Linked DNA regions of Mus musculus: region 1 is linked to region 2. A link is a contact called in public HiChIP or PLAC-seq data. All regions are on one chromosome and are shown on one strand. The core of a region is the stretch at or near the end of the contact, and the rest is flanking DNA. Distances in the headings are between cores, read along the strand shown. Region 1 overlaps Thrb (thyroid hormone receptor beta). Region 2 overlaps Thrb (thyroid hormone receptor beta).

Region 1 (3,336 bases), core at 521-3,020, 180 kb after region 2:
ACTATGTATTTCCTTTTTTCATTTAGCATTGCCATAGATGACAAAAGCTAACAGACATCACAATTCTAAATGATGCAACTGTCTAGTCTTTGCAGGACATTGACTCATAAAAACATCATGTCCTGTCTCAACAGTGAGAAGGTGTTTATAGCTGTTTCTAACAGCTACCCAACTAGGCATATGATAAACGTATATATCCTATGACCAGTGATGACAGGGACTCTGGCTGGGTTTGCTTACGGGTCAGTGGCTAATTAGGAACAAACTAGGTAGCTCTGTCACCATGATTGGGAGTGCTTGTGTGCTGAGGATGGCTGCATATGGGCAATGGTGTTTACTAGAACAATGAAAATACTGTAGCATCACATTTTACTCCTCCTCCTCCTCCTCCTCTTTCTGTTCCTCCTCCGCCGCCGCCCCCCTCCTCCTCTTCTTCCTCCAAACTAGTCCAGGCATGCTGTCATGGTACAGGCTGAGGAGCAATGCCCTGTGCCAGTAGCACTTTTAAGACTTAGGATTGAATCATGTCTGCCAACAACCAAAGCATTCCTGTGGCTGAGCTAGGACTCAGAGCAAAGATCCATACCAGAGGGCATGAACATGGGAAGTTGCAAATCTTACTGGTCCCTCCTCCCACCTCAGCACTTGTCAGAGGTCCCAATGAGTTTAGTGGGTAAGAAATATTGACATAACTGATGTAGCCAAAACCAAGATTCTGTTTTTATGATGATATGACTGAATATCTATGAAAGTCAAAGGGCTCTAGTAAAAACCTGTCATCATCAATAAGGATTTGTAACAATAAGGATATGCCACATCAATAAGGATATGTCACATCAATAAAGATATGGTATATATGTATCATATATATTACCTGTATAATATGCAAGGTGGTTAAATTTTAAAAAACAAATAAGTAAATAAATGTAGAAAATAAGTATATTTTGTACTACAATCAATTGCTTAAAATTATCTATTAAATACTAACTGTATGCCACAAGATAGTCCTGAGCAAATGAAACAGAGTTCTTTTCCTCGTGGAGATCATCCTTGAGCTGGGAATGTGGAAAATAAACTACTCATGAGGTAATGAGAGCTATGAGAAATCTGCTTTCCCAAATGAAATCACAGATTTGGGGATTGAGCCATGAACATGACTTTTATAAATACTGTGACGTTCAATATCCTATAAAATCAGTAACCATTTTAAAAGAGTGATAATGAGTGAGTACTGGGGAATTATTGGGGAAAGTACTCCTGGTCCAGCTGTGTTATAGATATCATAAGATCTGAGAAATACATGGAAAGTATTATACCATTCAGTACATGTGGTTTCTCCAGAGTAGGAAGTGGTGGACCTTCGAGGTGCATCTACCCTGCTGCACACACTCTGGGAATACAGGGAAGCAGCAGTGGGCAATGTTCCACCCTGGTTATCCTTGACATGCCCACGCTGCCCAAATTTGCACAGAGTTCTGGTAGATCCTGCCAGAACTGGCCTCTACGGGCTTAAGTAGAAGGTCTTGAGAAATAAAACCCCTGTGATAGTGTATTCATTTGTCCTTCATTCTCCAAGTAGCCAAACATTATCACTAGCCTCTCTGGTAGCCATTGCTCAACATCAAGTGAGCAGAACCCACAAGCTAGTCTCTCAAGTTCTTTGTGTGGTGAGTGTATGCTAAATTCCAGGAGTCCTGAAAGGTTCTGCCTCAAAGCCTGGGGCACAGTGGGGTAGTGACCTGTCACTCAGCTGGATACAGCCAGAGATGTAATCGGTTGTTTTCATAGTCATTGCTTAATCAGTGAGAAGACATCAGTGCTGGAGCTCAGAGGCAGCGTGGGCATGTCGTTGGTAACCAGAATGGTACACTGCCCACTGCTGCTTCCCTACATTCCCAGGGTGTGTGCAGCAGAGGAGATGCACCTCGAAGCTCCACCACTTCCTATTCTAGAAAAACCACATGCACTGAATGGTATAAAATCTGGCATGTTTACTTATGGGGACTTAAAGGTGGACTTAAGCAGAAACACAAGGCATTCTGGGAGTTCTGTTAAGAACTTGGGTGTTCTTACTCATGGTAAGTCTCCAGATGCCCCAACTTCAGTAAGTGCTAAGAAGAAACTTTGTCTCTTTGATCATCGGAATTATATAAGCAGTAGAAGTGTGGTAATTACTCCTGGGACTCTCAGCAAGCCAAGTGAGTTGAGGGTGAGTTCCAAAAGCTGTTTGCAGATGGTGTGGGGTACCTGTACCAAATCCAGGATGCTCACATAAAGCTCACAGTTAATTTCTTGGAAAGCATCCTCAGCTCAAATGATTGAACCCACTTGCTCCAAGCAGAGCTGAGACAAACTCTGGATTCTGTCCTTCTGTCTCTCCCCAACTCCACTCTCTCTCCCTCACATGTGCGAGTATGTTTCTAAAGACATAAATTCAACCTGCTCACTCTCTAATGTTATTTGTACATATATGTTTTTTTAAAACATCTGCAATATAACCATACCTAGGGCTCAGGATTATTGAGGAAAAGATGTGGAAACATTTTAAGAGCCATAAGAATAAGCATTTGTTGTGAGATTTCTCTTAGAAATGTCACAAGCTCCACTCATAAACTCTCATCTTTGTAAAGGTCCCTCGGGCCCACTGCAGAGCTCTGGGTTTCTTCTATCAGTTCTTCTACAGCAAGCACAAGTCACCTCTCCTCAGAAACGAAAAAGTGCATAGAGAGCCCAAAGTATTTCTGGAATAGATTTTTAAAGAAACAACCGATTTCCATAAGCACGCTTTAAAGACATTACCATGCTGACTTGTAGAGCTGTGTGGAAGATTAAATTCTCAACTGGTTATAAATGTGAGAAGAGTGCTTGCTTTGAGGCAGAGGACAGATGGCCTTCATGACTCCATCTTTATATTTATATTTACATTTATATTTATATTCATATTTATATTTATATTTATTCTCTCCTCTTTATAGTGTATGAGGTAGACACCTGTCTGAACCATTGTGACAAGGCATGAGGTCTATGTCAGACAGCTCTTGAAACTTGTACCCAATAACTACCAGTGTATGACTTTCTGGGACATGTTTTCTCTTGACCTCATTTTCTTATTTACAATGACCATAAATAAGAGTGACATAGGATGTCATAGGCCATTTAGTCTCAAATATTATTGGCCTCTTAATTATTTTTCAGTAATTACTTGTATTAAACCAGGCCAGTTTTACTGCATTTGCATGGTATTCAAACACATAAAAAAAAAAATTAAAAGCTGTTTGTGTGGTTTCCTGAGGGTAAAGGTAATTCCTGGGGGTAGGGTAGGGTAGCTTCTGGAGA
Region 2 (3,744 bases), core at 606-3,105:
CCACCAAGGAAAGAGGATAAGGGTAAAGTCCTTGGAGATGGAGCAGCTGCTTCCAACACAGGCACTGGCAGGTGAAGAATTCCAGCTAGGAGTGCCTACATTGGAGCAAGTTCAGTGGCTTTCAGCTGTAGTTCTGCTCTCCTTGTTGATTCTTAACTAATTCTTCCACAGTATTTTCTCAGTAAAGCCAGGCCCTATTCCAAACGCTTTGAATATGTCTATTCATTTAATCCTCACAACCATCTTAGGAAGCATCTTTAGAGAGGATGCATGACTTTCTCAAAGCCACATGATCAGTTTGTGAAGGGGCTGGGATTTGAGTCTAGACAGGTAACTTTCCAGTTCCTAAGTTTCCACACAACCCTGCTCCTCCAGATAGCCCCTCCTCTCTGATAATTGACTGTGAGCTCTGAGTAGCATCCCTGAAGCTGCAGCCACTCAGTCCTCTCCCCTTTATAGCAGAGGCAGTCCTGTTCTTGTAAACAGTTCTGACGTGTCTCAGAGCTGATATGTATCTGGTGTCTGCTGTGGAGATGTTTGTACTATACAGGAAGGACTGACAGGGCATGAAGTTAGTGTAGGTCACTGGGATATAGGGTGATAAAATCTCTCTTGGGGTGGGGCCTAAGAAATGTGCCAGGGCTTCAGCATGTGGATAGAAAAGTCATGTATGCACATAGTCATGGATCCCTCACACTGTGAGGGGGAGGCTAAACTAAAACAGTCTGTGGTTAAAATTTCCCCACTATGAAAACATGAGGTACATAATTAAAAGAATCAATCTTCAACTGATCCAGCTGTTTTCATTTGCTCACTGAGAGCTTCCAGCAGATTGGAAGAGATAAAGTTTCTTGGGGTGAAGATGGGACTATGACTAAGTTCCCCCAAATGTTTTCTGTCCTTCATTCTTCCCACCTTTGCAGTGTGGCATTCCTCAACATTTCTTATTAAATGAGTAAATAAAATGCACTTACTTTGATGATAAGACCTAGCCTTTTGCACAAACACACACAACACAGGTGTGCTGCTTGTAATCGTCAGACCTAAAACACAGTGCATGAGGATGTTTGAACGTGATGACATAGAAAGTCATCGGGTTTGTGACAGGCTGCATTTAAAAGCAACATTTGTAGGAAAAAAAATGAGATGATCAGTGAAAGCTAAAAAACAAACAAACAAACAAAGAATGGCTGTCCTCACTGTGTGCACTAGGAAAGACTAGCAAGCCTGGGTACGCCTTAAGGGTATTCTTGAGCATTTTAAGTGTTAGTAACTCTTTCTAAAAAGATAGCATGATGCTGATGTTTTGTAGGTGTTGTTGCCCATGTCCTTTGGGCTAAATGAGTAATGGTGTACCTGTGGGTATTTGTAAATGCTCACAGAATGGTCAGCAGGTCCCAAGGTACTTTCTGGGCCCCTGGGAGACACTGTCCACAAGGGACAATGTCCAAATCAAATACTTCTTTCTGATCAGAGTGAAAATTCTCCAGGCCATCATATTTCATTTAAAGCTCACTTCATGGCACAGTAACATAATGGCCTATGCCTCAAAAACTCAGGTGTCAATGGGGTTGTGAAGAGAGTATTTTCTGAGAAAGGAGACGCTATGAAAAGAAGCAATTGCCCCTCCTCTTACAGCTTTTGTAGCGTGCACATTGTTTAGAAGTCTTATATTCTTTAGTTCTGTCAAGGTTTAGATCATCCCCCTGGCAGGCTACCTGCACCCTCACATGCCAGTGTCCCCTGCCTTCAGGAGTCAGGGCAAACTATTCTGTGTCAGCAGCAGCACCACATACTCACTGGGACTGCCTGGTCCACTGCACAGGACAAGCAGGGAACTGGGTCTGTCACCCTTTCACGGTGACACAACCACATTCATGGTATGTGATGGAGGTGGACCTTGTCCTTGCAAGATTCAAGAGTACATTAGACTGCCAAGAGAGGTTGGGACCTGGAGCCTGAGTTCTGTGTGCTTCCCAACCCCCAACCTGGTTGCATCTTTCTCTTTTCTTTTCTTTTCTTTTCTTTTCTTTTCTTTTCTTTTCTTTTCTTTTCTTTTCTCTTCTCTTCTCTTCTCTTCTCTTCTCTTCCCTTCCCTTCCCTCCCCTCTCCTCCCCTCCCCTCCCCTCCCCTCCCCTCCCCTTCTCTTTTCTTTTCTTCTTTTTTTTTTTTTTTTTTTTTTTTTAATTTTTGAGACAATGTTTCTCTGTATATCCCTGGCTGTTCTGGAACTCACTCTGTAGACCAGGCTGGCCTCGAACTCAGAAATCTGCCTGCCTCTGCCTCCCGAGTGCTGGGATTAAAGGCGTGTGCCACCATGCCCGGCTTGGTTGCATCTTTCCATGACACTCCAAAGGAAGCAGTGCCCTGGTTGGCAACATTTCTAAGGAGGAATCTTGGGATCTGAATTGCTCAGTAGTGCAATTCAAAGGGCTTTTCCACCTGGCAGTGTTCTTAAGAAAACCACTTGACTTGGCTCCATTATTTCAGAACTCTGGCAGAAGGTTAGGTTGTAGCTCAGTAGTAGAGTATTTGCCTAATATGTGGGAGGTTCTTGGTATGATCCCAGCAAGGCATAACAACAAGTCAAACAAAACAGAACCAGGGAAGGTGTTCATCTGGTTTGTTAGGGTCATATAGTGAGACCTAATTGAAAGTATATTGTACAATTTATGAGCCAATTTTACACCGATCCTTTAGACTGTTTTTATAATCTTTTTCAATTGATTCTTAGTAGTCAAAGAAATAAATACTTATCATTAAATAATATTGATTATAAAGAAAGTGTTGAAAACTAAATTCCACACCACAGTGACACTCATGTGACACCCCATGCCTTTTCTGTACTAGCTTGATTTAAACATTAAATAGTTTTTGCAGTATATCACCCATGCCATTACAGGAAGACAGACTAGAAAGAGACATAGAGACATTTAGTCAAATGCTGTTGAACCCCAAGAACAACACTTGGGAGCTCAAACAGGATGCATCCTGCCCAAGGCCTTCATTGTAATATGCAACCCTGTGATCACATCTCACCCATATCTTGCCTGGGGCCATTCTGCTGCCAGGCTTTTAACTCCTCCTTTTTACACCTTCATTACTACTGTATTCACAAAAGCAATAATTGCTCTTTGTAGAAATTTACTGGTTACCTTGCTAACCACCTTTGAAATACTAAGGAATTTCTTTCCAGGCTCCCTCTGCAACCGCCCACACACACACACACACACACACACACACACAATGGAAGAAAAATAGTACTAGGCTTTCTATCATTTTGTAGGGTGGTTGTTTTTATTTTGTTGTTGTTTTGTTTTTTAACCTAACACCTGATAACATTTAATTACATGTCATTGAACACTATTTTTCTAAAATTGTTTTTCCATTGTTGCATGGCAAGAGAAGCTGTATCAGAGAATCTTAAATAATATTGATTATAAAGAAAGTGTTGAAAACTAAATTCTACACCACAGTGACACTCATGTGACTTAAAGTCCCTTTATCAGCCATTTGCTATGGTATCCAGTTTTTAACACTGGTATCTTCTTAAATACAAAGTCTTACTAGTCTCATGCTTGCCCCCAGGATATCATTCTTTTACAATTTTGAAATTCTTGGAAGAACATAGGATCTTTGAAACCAAATGGGACTTCATTTATATTAATTTAGACATTCTATAGTTAAAGTAAATAAAATCAGACCACTATAGAGGGTGAATCTATTCATTTGACTTGGCCAAAG

Evidence for each region. HiChIP or PLAC-seq counts read pairs in DNA pulled down with a chosen protein or histone mark.
Region 1: a contact with region 2 is called in an H3K27ac HiChIP or PLAC-seq map of hepatocytes, with 4 times the contacts expected there. The contact joins two enhancer-like sites. A contact is called at or near these places in 2 of 115 datasets of contacts at active chromatin or transcription factors (embryonic stem cells and hepatocytes) and 1 of 9 other capture datasets (embryonic stem cells).

Annotation. Positions count from the first base shown.
Region 1 is chr14:17,862,326-17,865,661 of GRCm38.p6, forward strand. The region is part of intron 2 of Thrb (thyroid hormone receptor beta); the gene reads left to right. Among named protein-coding and RNA genes, the nearest start is that of Thrb, 200 kb to the left of the region's middle. Within about 2 kb of position 1,771, at least 11 of the 459 cell types and tissues checked have an H3K27ac peak or open chromatin away from gene starts, as enhancers often do. A contact at or near this core is called in hepatocytes, where this site is marked.
Region 2 is chr14:17,683,221-17,686,964 of GRCm38.p6, forward strand. The region is part of intron 1 of Thrb (thyroid hormone receptor beta); the gene reads left to right. Among named protein-coding and RNA genes, the nearest start is that of Thrb, 24 kb to the left of the region's middle. Within about 2 kb of position 1,856, at least 5 of the 459 cell types and tissues checked have an H3K27ac peak or open chromatin away from gene starts, as enhancers often do. A contact at or near this core is called in hepatocytes, where this site is marked.